2 separate regions of the Zea mays genome follow, and region 2 is linked to region 1. A link is a contact called in public Hi-C data. All regions are on one chromosome and are shown on one strand. Each heading gives the region's core, a stretch centred on a gene start, on an enhancer-like site or on the middle of the called end of the contact. The rest is flanking DNA. Distances are from core to core; before and after follow the strand shown. Region 1 holds the start of LOC100382356. Region 2 holds the start of LOC103635380 (zinc-finger homeodomain protein 6).

Region 1 (6,959 bases), core at 1,444-3,943:
ATTGGAAAATCTAATAGAAATAGTAATTGTAGAGAACTTCAAATCCTTATACATCTTTGCAGTAGTGATAACTTTCTTGGGACTAAAAGGCTTTGTTATTTTGGTTGTCACGGTTCAATGCCGAAAGACAGCTATATCTTACAAACGACAGTACACCCCCAACATGCAAGTATAGAACCTTCAGTGGTGAAAAAACAAAGGAATGCAGAACAATGAACTGATGTTTTAAGAGAGTCATATATCCATCTAAAGAATAGAACTTCGGACCATTTAGCCTGGTAACACTCACTAAGTGGCTTGTATTGTACTCCTGCAGATAAGCTCCCTTTTCTCCCAACCAACCATGCACCAAAGGGTACCTCACTGGGTACTGCAAATAAACGAATTAGCATGACAAGTTAGACTTGAAAATAACCACATAAGAATATTATTAAGGAACAATCCAATACATTAAGTCGAATCAAAACCATGGAGATGCATCTACTTGTTATATCATCCTTAATGAAATTCAATAAATAACAACAACGGCACTTAAGGCCTGTTTGGTTGGCCACCGCCCACGCCACAGCACGCCACAGATTTGCCGCCGGAGTTGTGGCGGCCAAATCGAGCGCCGCTGCTTAGGCAGGCTGTGGCAGCTTCGGCGCCACACCAAACAGACCCTTAATCCCGAGCAAGTTGGGGTAGCAAACCACCAACAAAAAGATAGAAAAGAAAAGGAGGTGTATTAGCAGTAGATAAATGTATACAGGAAATTGGCACAAAGGATGCTCCAACAGATAAATTCTCTGAACCATATCTTACACCCATGACCCCATAGTCTTCTGAACGCACCCTGCAAAAAAAACACAAACATAACTTAACAGAATAAAATATAGTTAACATTGGTCCAGAAAAAAATCTTCAACAATCAACATTAAAGTTTCTGGAAAGCTATATAACAGCCTTTGCATTATTTGGAAACAGAAACAAGATATATGGCCTCACACCTACCTACCTGTTCCCCATTAGCAAAGGTAATGTTCCAAAGGCACCAATACGATACTTAGGATGATATGCACATAATCTCAGCTGCAGCAAGCTTCAAAAAAGGAGGTGCGCAAATTGTTATTGACGTGTTTTTCATACATAAAAATGCTGACAAAGACTATTATAGCCCATCGAACCAGAAAGTGCTTACGGATTTGAAGTTGACACAAGAAGGTCCACAAAGGTATGGGGGTCATCCAGCTCTCTAAACGAAGTCAACTGTTTTTGTTAGTATAACAAAGGTAGAACTAATATGAAGAGTTTAGAAGCTATGGGTATCCAGTATCCACCTCTGCCAGCGAAATAAAGCATCCCCTTTTACTTCTGTTCCACTGTTTCTATCAGCAGCAGCAGACACCTAGTGACATTAAGGTAGGCAAAAGCTTTTTGTGAAGTAACAAAATATTTAAAAATGGATGAATTGGAACGAAATCTCCTGCAGCTATAATCAGTGGCTTTATGGACACGCGATTGCACTAAAAGGCACCATTTCAAAGTCTGGCACAAGGTTATATGTAATATCAACAAATATATATGTGAAGACCTCAGCTTGTGGCACTATGCAACATCCAGAGAAGACTGTTATCATAATTGAAAACAAGCATAGGGAGCATCAACAGATTGTCCTTTTCCAGAAGAGAAGTCAATAGGCCAGTAGATGTTTTAATAACAATGGCATGCTAATGACAACTAGAGATGTGAATTGGTGATTCTTCGAAAGAAATATAAATGAAAAGGGGTGAAAATGGTAGCAGCATGAACAAATAAAAAATCTGAAAATAGGGCTCAGTTGGTGATCCATTTAGAATCAATCATATCCTGAATAGACAGGTACCATGATATTGAAAGGATGAAGGAACAGAAGACGCAGCAGAAATGATAAGTAATGTTTGACAGGATACAGTAGCAATCAAATCAACGTGAGGATCTTCAAGCGGCTTCAACATGATCCTTGAGGTCATATTCCCAGCTTGATCAAAGTAGTCCTCAAACAGATTGTGCAGGGAGACTTTCCCAAACATTAGCTCATATGCTGGCACCGCCATCCTGCATGTTCAATACTGGTGCAATGAAGAACCAAGGCTGACATAAATGCCACCCTAAGTGCAATGTAGTGATGTTTCATCCTTCCAGTGGACTAAAACTAACTTTATACCCTTATGGACTATGCAGGAAAAGGCATCTGCCAGAGATGTGCGTGCTCCAAGAAAAAGCAAGCTACCAGAATTGAGACGAGCAACAGTACTGCCAACTGGTGTCAGCGATCTGGCGCATTTCACCAATCCACAGTTCCATTTCACAATACGCGAGCGATCAATCGCGATTGCTTGACAAGCATGATTAATCACGACGATTCAACCGTCTAGTCTAACAGTTATGCAGAGCGTACGGCGATTCGTGCACACTGAGGCTACCAACCAATTGGCTTCCCTGCCTCACAGGTCACAAAACAGAAGGGTCCGAATGGAGGAGAGAAGGGAAGCGGCGAACCTGGTGCGGGCAGCGATGGGAGGGTAGTCGAAGAGCGGCGGCACCAGCACCATGGGCGGCGGCGGTTCCGCCTTGCTGAAGAACATCCCCATATCGCCCTCGGCTCACCGATCCACAGGAGTTCTGCAGCGCCTCACACCCTCTTCCTCCTCCTCCCTTGAACTCACCGCGGCCGCCTCTTTTTGCGGCGGCGGCGAAACACCGATGCAGCGATTCAATTGTTCCGGATCGGCGGTGGCTCCGCTGCAATACAGGCTAGTTCAAGGGTAACGGCCGCTTTTGCGCAACGGTAATACAGGCTAGTTCAAGGGGCTCGCTGTAAACTGCCGCTTTTGTGCAGATCCCCACCGCTAAATCCCGATCGCACGGCCGACTGAGCAAGTGGATTTGGGAACGGCTCGCTGATCAAACTTACACAGGCACATTCTCTCACACACTGACACACACGTGAGCTCTTTGCCTCTCTTGTTGAACATTGGTTTCTTATGTTTATAGTGTGGTTGTTTATTCTAAATTTAATCGTACATTATATTACGTTCTAATCGATAAGAATAAAATACACCAGTTTTAAAATTTGAATTGAGTTTTTTTTGCGTTTTGCTTTATTTCTTATATGTTGATTAATTATTCATTATTTTTGTGGTCGTCACCATCCCTGTTATAGTTGTCCACCTTGTTCAACATTTAGATGTGGACTTGAATCTATCTCGTTCATAACACTTAGAATAAATATTAGTTTTCTAGTTGTCTTAATTTAAAACATATGTATAAGACCGTCCGCAGCACATGCCGCGCGGTGCCCTCTCTCCTAGCACTGTACACGCGTAGGGGGCCTCTACGCGAGCAGCTGTGGCCTCCAAATGGCCCCCTACGCGTTGCAGTGCTAGGGGATGCCGCGCCGCTCCCCCAGATCAAGGGGAGCACTGTAGCGCCCCCTTGCACAGTGCTCCCCTATTTAATAGTTGAAAAAAATAGTAATAAAAGATGAAAAGAGTTAGATAATAATATTTTATAGTTGTAGTGGGTATAGGGAGATAATATAGGGGGAATCACTGCGGGAGATGAAAATTTAGAGGGTGAAATGTTGATAATGTGACGCAAAAAAATGATATAGTGGGAAAATTTAGAGATCACCGCTGCGGACAATCTAAAAGCTTTCAGGTCTTCTGGTGCGAGGGGCTACAACCTTAGCGTAAGCTAAACTAATAATCCCTCCTTAGCATAGAGCCTTAGAGGCATATGGTAAGGATTATATGAACTAATATCAAACATGTCTATAAAGGACTACACATCTTTATATATTGAATTTGTACCCACTTATAATAGTAATAAGGAAAGAGTTCTCGTATATTATTTTGTTCTTGTCTTGCCACCAAAAGAAAAGAAAAAGATAATGGATCTTTTATGTCTCCTCGCGCCTTCAATACTAGAGCCCTTTAGTCTATCTCCAGCAGATCCCATATTTTTATAAGGAACGATATCAAAAGACTAACAAAGGTTAGACCCATCATTTTAGGACATCTAAACTTAGACTACGGGCAGAAGTAGTTTAACTAGCTCTCTAAATTACTTTACTAGATTAACTTATATAGCACACCAGCTAAATAGACATCACATCTTTATATGATTTAAAACATATAGCATTAGCACATATCATAGAACTCCACAAGATCCTTGATAAAATTGAAATAGACGGAAATGGAAGCGACATAGGGTTCATTATTCTTACTAACCTACTTGCTTAGGTTCAAAATCACGGTTTAGCTCATGACAAACACCTGGGGTGTTACATAGTTGAAGGAACTGGTCAGGCAAGAGATATATAAAAGGTGAGCTTGGCTCAATCCCTAACTCAAACTCACTGTTAATCGCATACTGCCTCATAGCAAGTCTGGATTCTTTCATGTCCTTTACAAACTACCAAGCTTCTTTACTAGATTAGACCGGTTGCAAACTAATATCCTTTCAAGTGGTAAACAATCAGTGCAAGGCAATGCAACTGTTTCATCATCGAATTCATCACTTCTTCGAACACCAAAAGGTCTACTTGTAAAAGCATCTTGCCTTGCACTAGTTTCACGCTCATCTTCTTCCTGTAATCCCAACTTGTCATACATCAACAACTCTGAAGCAACCTCTTTACTCGATTTCTAATGACCCCCGATCAAATTCGGGGACCTATAAATCAACACATTTGTGTTATGTAAACCATTGCCCTGTGCTTGTTACACATAAATGAAAATGTGATACACATTAAACAAATAATTGAATCGAACTCACCTCTGGTCTAGTTCTAGCCGCTGGATCTAAAGCTCCCATGTTCAGACCAAAAAACAAGGAATCCAACACATTCACAACACACATTGCTTCACAACGGGAAATCAGAGGGAGAGATAACAACGGGGAATGTGGATAGGGAGAGATCAGAAAAAGAGATTGAAGTGGTTGCTCACAATCAGGAAATGCCGAGGCTGGTGGCTGGGCACCCTTCTCCATGGCGGCTCAGTGGGACATCACTCAGTAGCATGGCACGCACGTTCCTCCGATCTGTGTCCTCGATGGCTAGCGACAGGAAACGGTGGAGGAGTACCTCGGCTAGCGGCTGCCTCGACTCTACGGTATGGGGTGCACGAAAACAAGACTAAATAGAAAGGCATATTAGTCCTATAGTCCACGGTCTGACGCCTACAACTGTTAGCAAATTCTAATGTCCCGCTCTTTCTCAAATGATCATTTTCTGCCGAGTGGTTCACTTCCATAATACCAAAAGAGCGTGCAGAGTAATAGAGTGGCGAAGCCACCAGACGAGGATGTTACAATCCCAATTATCTCCACCACAAATTCATGTTTAGGGCTAGTTTTAGAACTCTATTTTTTCAATAGATTTCTATTTTTTCCAAGAAAACTAAACTAATTTCTATTGAGAAAATAGAAATCTCACCAAAAAAATAAGCTTCCAAAACTAGCTCTTAATGATATCCAAACATTTTTAGGTACAAGGCCGTTATGTGGATTGGGCGGCGCCGCCCACGAGGTCAAGTTTAAGATTAATGGGCCGATTAAGCATTGTGCCACATGGACCAAAAGACTAAGAGCTAGCCATTGTGAAACGATTAAGTGAGTCGTCAGGCAGACAGCTGGCGCCTTGGCTGTTTGGCGCCCTGCTCCTCCATGAATCCATCCAGAGGCCCAGAGCTTGTCTCTGCTATGCTATGATGCATTCCCCTCTCCGGTCGCAGCGGCAGCGGCTGCGATGGTCAGATCTGTTGAGAAACCCTAATGAAGGGTTATGTGGGCAAATACCGAATATGCCCCTGAGGGCAATCACGTTTCTATATATAGAACATGTACCCCCTCATATGGAATAGAGATCAGAAAGAGGCCAGAGGCCCAACCCTATATTCAGTGTCTCGTGTGTTTCATCTGTCATGCTTATGGGAAGGGAGACGGGTTCTCTACATCTTCTTGCGCCTCTACTGCTGACGGGAGGGAAGGGAGCGGATCTCGTGATCTGTGGTAACGTAGTTCTCAACACGTTATCAGCACGCTCTACCTCGACGTTGCCGCGGGATTAGATCTGCATCAACATCATATTCGTGGAGCGGCGAGATCCAGTCGACCGCAAGACCACGACGCAGGCGCTTCTATGACATCCATCTTCCCCGCCGCGGTCGACACCTATGGCAGTCCTGCATGGCCGCGAGAGTCCGCCGCCATGCGCGGCTAATCGCGCCCATCTCAACGGCCCAAGGCCATGGCGATTGGCCAGCGCCCCCCCCCCACGCCATCAGCTACTCGCCGTATTGCGTGCCGACCCTGTGTGGCCTCCGCGCTCATGGTCGCGTTGCACTCCATACTGCTGTCATCGATCAACGAACCACATCGTCTTCGATGGCCATGGCGTTGCTGGAGCCTACTACGTCGGATTCACGCGGGACACGCTTCCGCCCCTCCTACTCGCCCTTACGCTGCAGGCGACGGCACACGGGCCAAGCGCACGTCGTCGGCGCTAATCCAGCCTGCTGACTTCGCACACAGCGCTCCAAGCACCACTACGTCGTGCTGCGGGACACCGTGGGGCTGCAGGCCATCCTGGCAAGCCTCCCGCCGGTCTCGCGTTCTCCACCGTCTTTGGTACGTATACGTAATATGCTCTTTACCACAGAATAGTCTCGCATCACATGCAATGGCAGTGCTGGCATGCGGTCCGTGATTGCAGCCTAGTGCATGCAATAGTTGGGCGCAGCTGCCTTTGTTTTTTTTCACGGCACCCCGTGGTCCCCTCGATGGCCACGAAATTATGCATGTGTTGGTTAGAGATCCTAATTAAGTGGCTTTGAACGAGTGGTCCTAGCGGCCTGCATGCAATCTCATTCCCTCGCCCGATTAAATGCTATTAGGTGTAACTAAAAAGAAAAAAATAGTAGCAACCAATAAAC
Region 2 (6,521 bases), core at 1,374-3,873, 410 kb after region 1:
ATGAGTTCTGCCAAAATTCAGTTATATAGGAATTTCTGTAGTTTATTGCGTTTTAAGATTCTATTACACACTTCGTTTTGTTTTGCGAGCACTCAGTCGGTTTTACGGAATGTTATTCCAACTACTACTAGTGACCTTCGATTTTAGAAAGTGAAAAAAAAAACATATGATAAATCGAAAGGAACAGAATTTTTGGTTAATAATGTACTAATCGTTTGCTCTCCATACTCCATGGCTCCATTGCCAACTTGGTTGTTTTAGGGCATTGTCGTCCTAGTCTTAAGTCTTATTTGAATCCATTAGCTGATAGTATTTAGCTATCTGATTTGGTCCTGCTACTGAGATGGTTGTTTGGTTCCAAAAGAGATAATTATTAAGCAAGACAAGGACCAACAACATTTAGGTGGGGCACGCTTCATAGAAGACTAACTTGACAGATTGAGCCATTTGTGCGAGATATGTTGTTGGCTTCCTCGAGCGTCTTGTGATTTGAGCATCTCTTTCTCTTCCGAGCTGTGCGCCTTGTGAAACAGCAGCCTCTCCAAGTTATTCTTCACCTTTTCTAGACACAAATCTTCCTTTCCTGTTGGGCACAGCAGGCTCCACCCTAGCATTATTGCTACCTGCCTCAGTAGCAATCTCATATCCTTTAAACAGTTTCCTGGAAGCATATATTTGTTTCTTAACCGGACAGAATTTGGAAAATGTATTTTTGGCGAAGATTACATCAGGAGCACCTCCCCAGCATGGCACAGCCCCACACCATAGATCAGCACCATCTAGAGGCTGAGACATTTTGTTAGGAACATGGAGTAGTTTAGGGCTAGTTTGGAAGTTTAAAACTCGGAGGGGATTGAAGGGGCTAAAATCCTCTTATTCAAATTTGAATACGGAGTGCATTTTAGCCTCTCCAATCCCCTCTGGATTTAAGGCTTCTAAACTAGCCCTTATTGGCTTTCCAAGGATTTTCACATGTGGGTCAGCGTTCTTGCTTGCTGCTGGCTACCTCTCTCGTGCGGCTCCGTGTAAACCTTCTGGTTTTGGCTGTAGGGGAATGTGCATGGCAGCAGCATTCGGTGAAGTGCATGTGTTTGCAGCTGTATATTCTTTGGCATGGCCTCAATCAATGTTTGTGGTCCTATTATTTTCTTCATCTTTTCTTTCTTTTTAATTGAAAAATCTCCATTCTCCATTGCTGAGCCTCCTGTTGCTGTTACTGTTAGGTATACATACTACACTCTAATGTATAAATAAAGGTGCAAGTGTCAAATGGGCCATGCAGTTGTCCAAATGTTTTTATTTTTGGATTATGTTGGTGATACGGCAGGGTTGTGGTAATGGTGGTCCGTAGCAATCTGTTGTCACGGCCCCTACCAGGCAGTGGCATCGGGCCGTTGCCTAAATGGGCGTCTGTCTTATGCATGGCCCACTGTTTTAGGTCACGCTAGTCTAGAAAGCACGGCTAAATTAGTAGGCTGGGCCGGTCCATAGCCCGGTAATCCTAGATCTACCACATCATCTATATTCAGTGTTCTGTTTTCAAATCTCAATTCAAATATGGAAATTACAGGTAGGCTACCAATCGCCATCGTCTCTTCTCAATAATCCTGCTCGTCAAATTAAAGGAAAAAAGCAGTCTTTTAAAATTTCCGGCTACCAATCGCCATCGTCTCTTCTCAATAATCCTGCTCGTCAAATTATAGGTAGGCTGTAAAAACAAATAGGGTTAAGGTTACATTACCAGCTGATACGAGGTCCAGAGGCCAGAGAAGAAGATAAAATGGTGACATGGCCCTCGACGGACGATGAATGCATCAGGACCGAGAGGCAGATGAGCATTGCCTTCCATTGCAGAATTGTATGGCTCCTTCCAGCGAATAGGAGCATTGCTTGCAGACTACATATATAGTTTATATAAATTGGCAATCCAACGAGGGCTTTTGGTTGGTCTTGACGTACGTATGTATCCGGTTTCAACTGTTACTCTGTTCTTCAAGCCAAGCCTAGTATGGGAGACGCGTCGCAGGCCCTGCGCTGCTCTCGTAGTTGTGGTCTCGTCTCTCGAGAGAAATATCTGGCTCCGGTCCGGCTGAGGAGCGGGAGCCGGTCAACGAAATGACGCGGTGGCGTTGCAGCCCCGCACGGCAGCACGCGCGACTCCTGCTCCCCGTGGAAGCGTCGCTGTTGACAAGGGCCTGCACGGACAGCACGGCTGCCCTCCATCCCATTCCCATAGATTATTATATACGTGTAAATTTCTAGTAGTAGGTTGGCGCCACGGCCTAGACAGCGGCCGCGCCGTTCCCCGATGGCCGTCCCGATCCGACGGCCATAAACCCACCCGGGCCGGGCGGCCGGGCCCGTGGCTACAGCGGCGGCGGTGGTACTGGTACGGTGGTACCTGCCGCGCTGCCGCCCAATTCTCTCCGGCTGCATCATTAAAGCCTGGGGCCCGCGTGGCATGGGTACGGGACGGGACGGGAGGTCAGGGTCACCCCTGCCCATGTCGGTCGCTGCACTGCACACCGCCACCGCGGACCGCCGGGTAGGAAACAAAAGCGCCATTTCCCAGCTCAGGCATGCAGCCCGGACCCCCCCCCCCCCCCCCCCCCCCCCCCACCACCACTCGCCTCGCCGCAGGCGGTCACGATCAATGCCGCATCCCTCCGCTGCCGGCCTGCTCACACAGCCTCCTCTTCCTCCAGTCCTCCTCCCACGCACCACGGGCGAACAAAAGCACAAAAGCCAACCCACACCGCACCACCCCTACTACCCCTAGGAAACGACGACCGCAACTACATACCAGCCAGCCGACCCGACCCCCAGCAGTCTTGCAGGCTACAGCCCCTGCGGCACCAGAGGGAGCGGCCGCGGCAGGGCGTCCTCGTCGCCGCGGCAGGGCGCTAGGGCAGGCAGGCATGCGCTGATGGAATTCACGGCCCAGGAGGGGGAGGAGCCCGTCTCGGAGGAGATGGGCGCGAGCTCCGCGCCGCCGCCCTGCCTCGGCCCCGGCCGCGGCCCGGGGAACCAGAACCACGCCGCCGAGGCGACGTACCACGAGTGTCTGCGCAACCACGCGGCGGCGCTGGGCGGACACGTCGTCGATGGCTGCGGCGAGTTCATGCCCGAGGACGCCGACAGGCTCAAGTGCGCAGCCTGCGGCTGCCACCGCAGCTTCCACCGCAAGGGCGACGCGGGGCGCCGCCACCAGCTCCTGCTGCCGCCGCCCGCCGCGGCGGTCCCGCGCGTCCCGCTGCTCCTGCCTCCGCCCCACCCCTACGCGGCCGGCGCTGCCCACCCCCACTACGCGTCGCCGCCGCTGTTCCCGTACCACGGCACGCCCAGCGGCACCACGACCGAGTCGTCCAGCGAGGAGCGTGGCCCGCCGTCCGGGTTCGCCGCCGCGCCGCACGCGCACGCGCAGGGCCACGTCCGGCGGAAGCGGATCCGGACCAAGTTCACGCCGGAGCAGAAGGAGCAGATGCTGGCGTTCGCGGAACGCCTCGGCTGGCGGATGCAGAAGCAGGACGACGCGCTGGTGCAGCACTTCTGCGACCAGGTCGGCGTCCGGCGGCAGGTCTTCAAGGTCTGGATGCACAACAACAAGCACATCGGCAGCGGCGGCAGGAGGCAGCCGCCGCCGCACCTGCCGCCTCCCGAGGGGCAGCAACAGCCCCAGCAGCCCCAGTAGCCACGGTGGGAGACAAGGCTCAGCAGTCAGCAGCACCACCACCACCACCACCATTTGCTTAATCCCCCGCCTCATTTTTTTATGGGCTCCGAGAGGGGGTGTGGGATTAAACAAGGGAAGTCAGGAGGGGTTCCTATCCTTTCTTCCCTTCCGTTTTTGGGTTCACCTTATCCTTGATTTTTTGTAGTCACTTCACGTCTTCACCATCCTCTTTTGCTTCACGATTCTTGCTTGCATATCTTTGGTTTTATTCTGTTCTTACTAGCTTGGGGGATCAATTGGAAGGAGGAGGAGGCACTGTGCATGTTTTGTAGCTACAATCCTGCTACCTTATTGCCATTTAGCCCCCTTCGGCGAGCAAGGTTAACCAATCTAAATTCCGATCTATATTTCCATCTTCACTTAATCTGTTAATCAATAGCGAATATAGCCGGTGGTCTCTCCTCCCTTCTAATGCAGCACTTTTTTCCATTTAGCTCAAGCTTCCAACCCAGCATAAACTAATGGCCAAAATGGCATGAGTTCATGATAAGCTATTAATCTTGAGTTCTCTTCAGCCAATTGCTAATTAGAGAGCAGCATGCAATACCTGTAGCTAGGATATACTGTGTGTGTGTGTGGAGGGGGGCCTGGATGAAATATAGTGGAAAACAATGCTTGCATGCAGATTTTATTATCTGTGACACCGCCATTAGAGAGACTCGAGGTTGCATGAAATACTCGTACCTTTCACACACTCTCTCTCTCTCTGTTTGCCATTCAATTGGAGGTGTACTTGCATGCTGTGGTGTTTAAGCTTAAACTGTACTTGGCTCTAGATGCATCCCATGCTGCCATGCATGGAGCGAGTGTCATTGTCCAGACCTGATTGATTCCATTAATGGAGGGCTGGAGCTCCAAGTCACGTACTCACATGGCTGCTGTAGTGCTGTCGCCGCCTCTACCTTCCAGAACCTAAGGATTTACAAGGATTTCGATTCATGATGATAGGGCCATCACCCATGCTGCTGCAAGAGATGAGGCGGTGAGAGGCAGATAAGGATGCAATGAATGCGCTCCAAGAAAATTGCAAGGCATGGGGATAAACGGATAACTGGGAAATTTGGCATATCCAGATGTGATACTGGATATTTTGATCAACAATATATTCAACTACGGTATCGAGTAACAAGTTTTAGCATAGAAAGGTTCCCGCCGTGAAAAAAAAGTAGAACGCAATTAACTAGCTGTGTGAGCTGCAGACTTGTAAGCAATGTTACTCACAGGCAGTAGCGCCGCGGTGTTGAGAAGCAAGCCAACTCGTGCGCTTCCTTGGCCCTTAGGAGTTGAGATATGCCATCGTGCTGAAAAATAGGATGATTAACAGCAATAACGCAGCAAGCTAACAATGTTGAGTGAGCTGGATTTTGTAGGGGCATAGGCCTTGGATTGGGTACGAATTCTTAACATATTTCCATTAGATTCAGAGATTCCAGAATGTAACCAGTTCCGATGGGATTATATATAGGATCGAACGAAACTCAAGACGGATGTCATTAAGGGTGACTAACCTTCTTTCTCGCTTGCAGGCATTGAGGCATGTGCTTGCTGAAGTTGATTTGGACCGGTTTGACCACGTTGAGCGCATGCCAGACCCTATGCCAAAGCCAGCTTGCTAATTGTGTTGCTCTCTCTCACCACAGTCTAGACCATGACTTTGTAGTTTGCAAGCATCTGTTCATCACATGTTTGACTAGTAACCGAAAATGTCAACAACGGCTGCTGAGGCCAAGATATTGCTCTGGCTCCGCCTTATCTACAGGCAGGTGTTATTTACTGTGTTTTACACCTATCCAGCTCAATTTGCTACCTGGAGCTTGAATTGCCCAAACTAATAGAAAATGGTGAAAAGATCACATGTTAATACCTACCTAATGTATTGATCTCATCTGCAGAATCAGGTGAATTGCTGAGATGATTTCTCCCAACAAAAAATCAGTTTAGATACATGACACAGAATGCACTGACCTTGGACTTTTGCACAGTTGTTGAACTTTAGCCCATCATGGTGCTACTGAATGATCAGTCCTGTCAGTTCTGATAGTTTTGTCTTTTCATCTACACTTCTGACAGGTCTTATTAATAGCCCAAGATGCTGAAAGCGCTGAACTATTCAAAGAATCAAAGAGCTGTTTGGTGTGCTTCCGTGTCTAAACCCAATACTGCGATATTTCAGAGCTGTTTGCCTTTGCTGCCCTCCCTGTTCCAGCATTTGTGGTGTCAGGTTCCTTTCCACCAGTTTAATCCAGACTTGCTTCCTAAGGGACGGACCTAAGAGACTGACAACGATAATTCAGACCTAATTAACTATTCAACTGACACAATGACGCCAGGGAAATTGCAGTTTGCTACAACAATACGAGACCCGTTTGTCTCAACTTGAGACCCGTTTGTCTCAACTTGAATTGTAACAGATGGTATGCTGCATACCACAATAAGCTAAGACAAAGAAACATATATATATATAACCTTAAACGTGTGTACCAAACCATATAGAGCAGACCCACGTGATTGCAAGCACTGGGAACATCATTGTACTCCAAAGGAAAACATCCTAAAGAGCCGTGACAAGTCGAAACACTTGTATTAATTCGAAAACAGAATGATCGTCACACAGGAAAGAACGCAGTGGAAAGATTTTTTGCTAGATATCTTTTTGAAAGAAAAAAGAACACAATCATCATCACTAGCAACAGAGAAAGTGTGGACTCGAAGACCTCTGTATAGATATGTTCTCAAGAATTTGTCGGGAAAAGATGAGATATTCCCAGTAGTAAATAAAGAGCAAAGA

Evidence for each region. A called contact is a pair of places that touch in the nucleus more often than the background predicts.
Region 2: a Hi-C map of endosperm shows a contact between it and region 1, with 3 times the contacts expected there. The contact joins the promoter of LOC103635380 here to the promoter of LOC100382356 in region 1. A contact is called at or near these places in 7 of 25 Hi-C or Micro-C datasets (bundle sheath, ear, endosperm and 3 more) and 1 of 3 datasets of contacts at active chromatin or transcription factors (leaf).

What each region holds. Positions count from the first base shown.
Region 1 is chr8:75,121,806-75,128,764 of Zm-B73-REFERENCE-NAM-5.0, forward strand. It overlaps LOC100382356, which reads right to left and starts at 2,694. Exons shown (of 14, transcript NM_001175102.1): 1 at 2,521-2,694; 2 at 1,932-2,076; 3 at 1,320-1,387; 4 at 1,181-1,234; 5 at 998-1,081; 6 at 750-835; 7 at 290-370. The coding sequence starts at 2,612.
Region 2 is chr8:75,532,672-75,539,192 of Zm-B73-REFERENCE-NAM-5.0, forward strand. It overlaps LOC103635380 (zinc-finger homeodomain protein 6), which reads left to right and starts at 2,624. Exons shown (of 1, transcript XM_008657844.3): 1 at 2,624-4,133. The coding sequence starts at 2,927. The coding sequence ends at 3,691. It overlaps LOC103635379 (a long non-coding RNA gene), which reads right to left. Exons shown (of 4, transcript XR_004851976.1): 1 at 5,699-6,521; 2 at 5,242-5,619; 3 at 4,955-5,034; 4 at 4,338-4,698.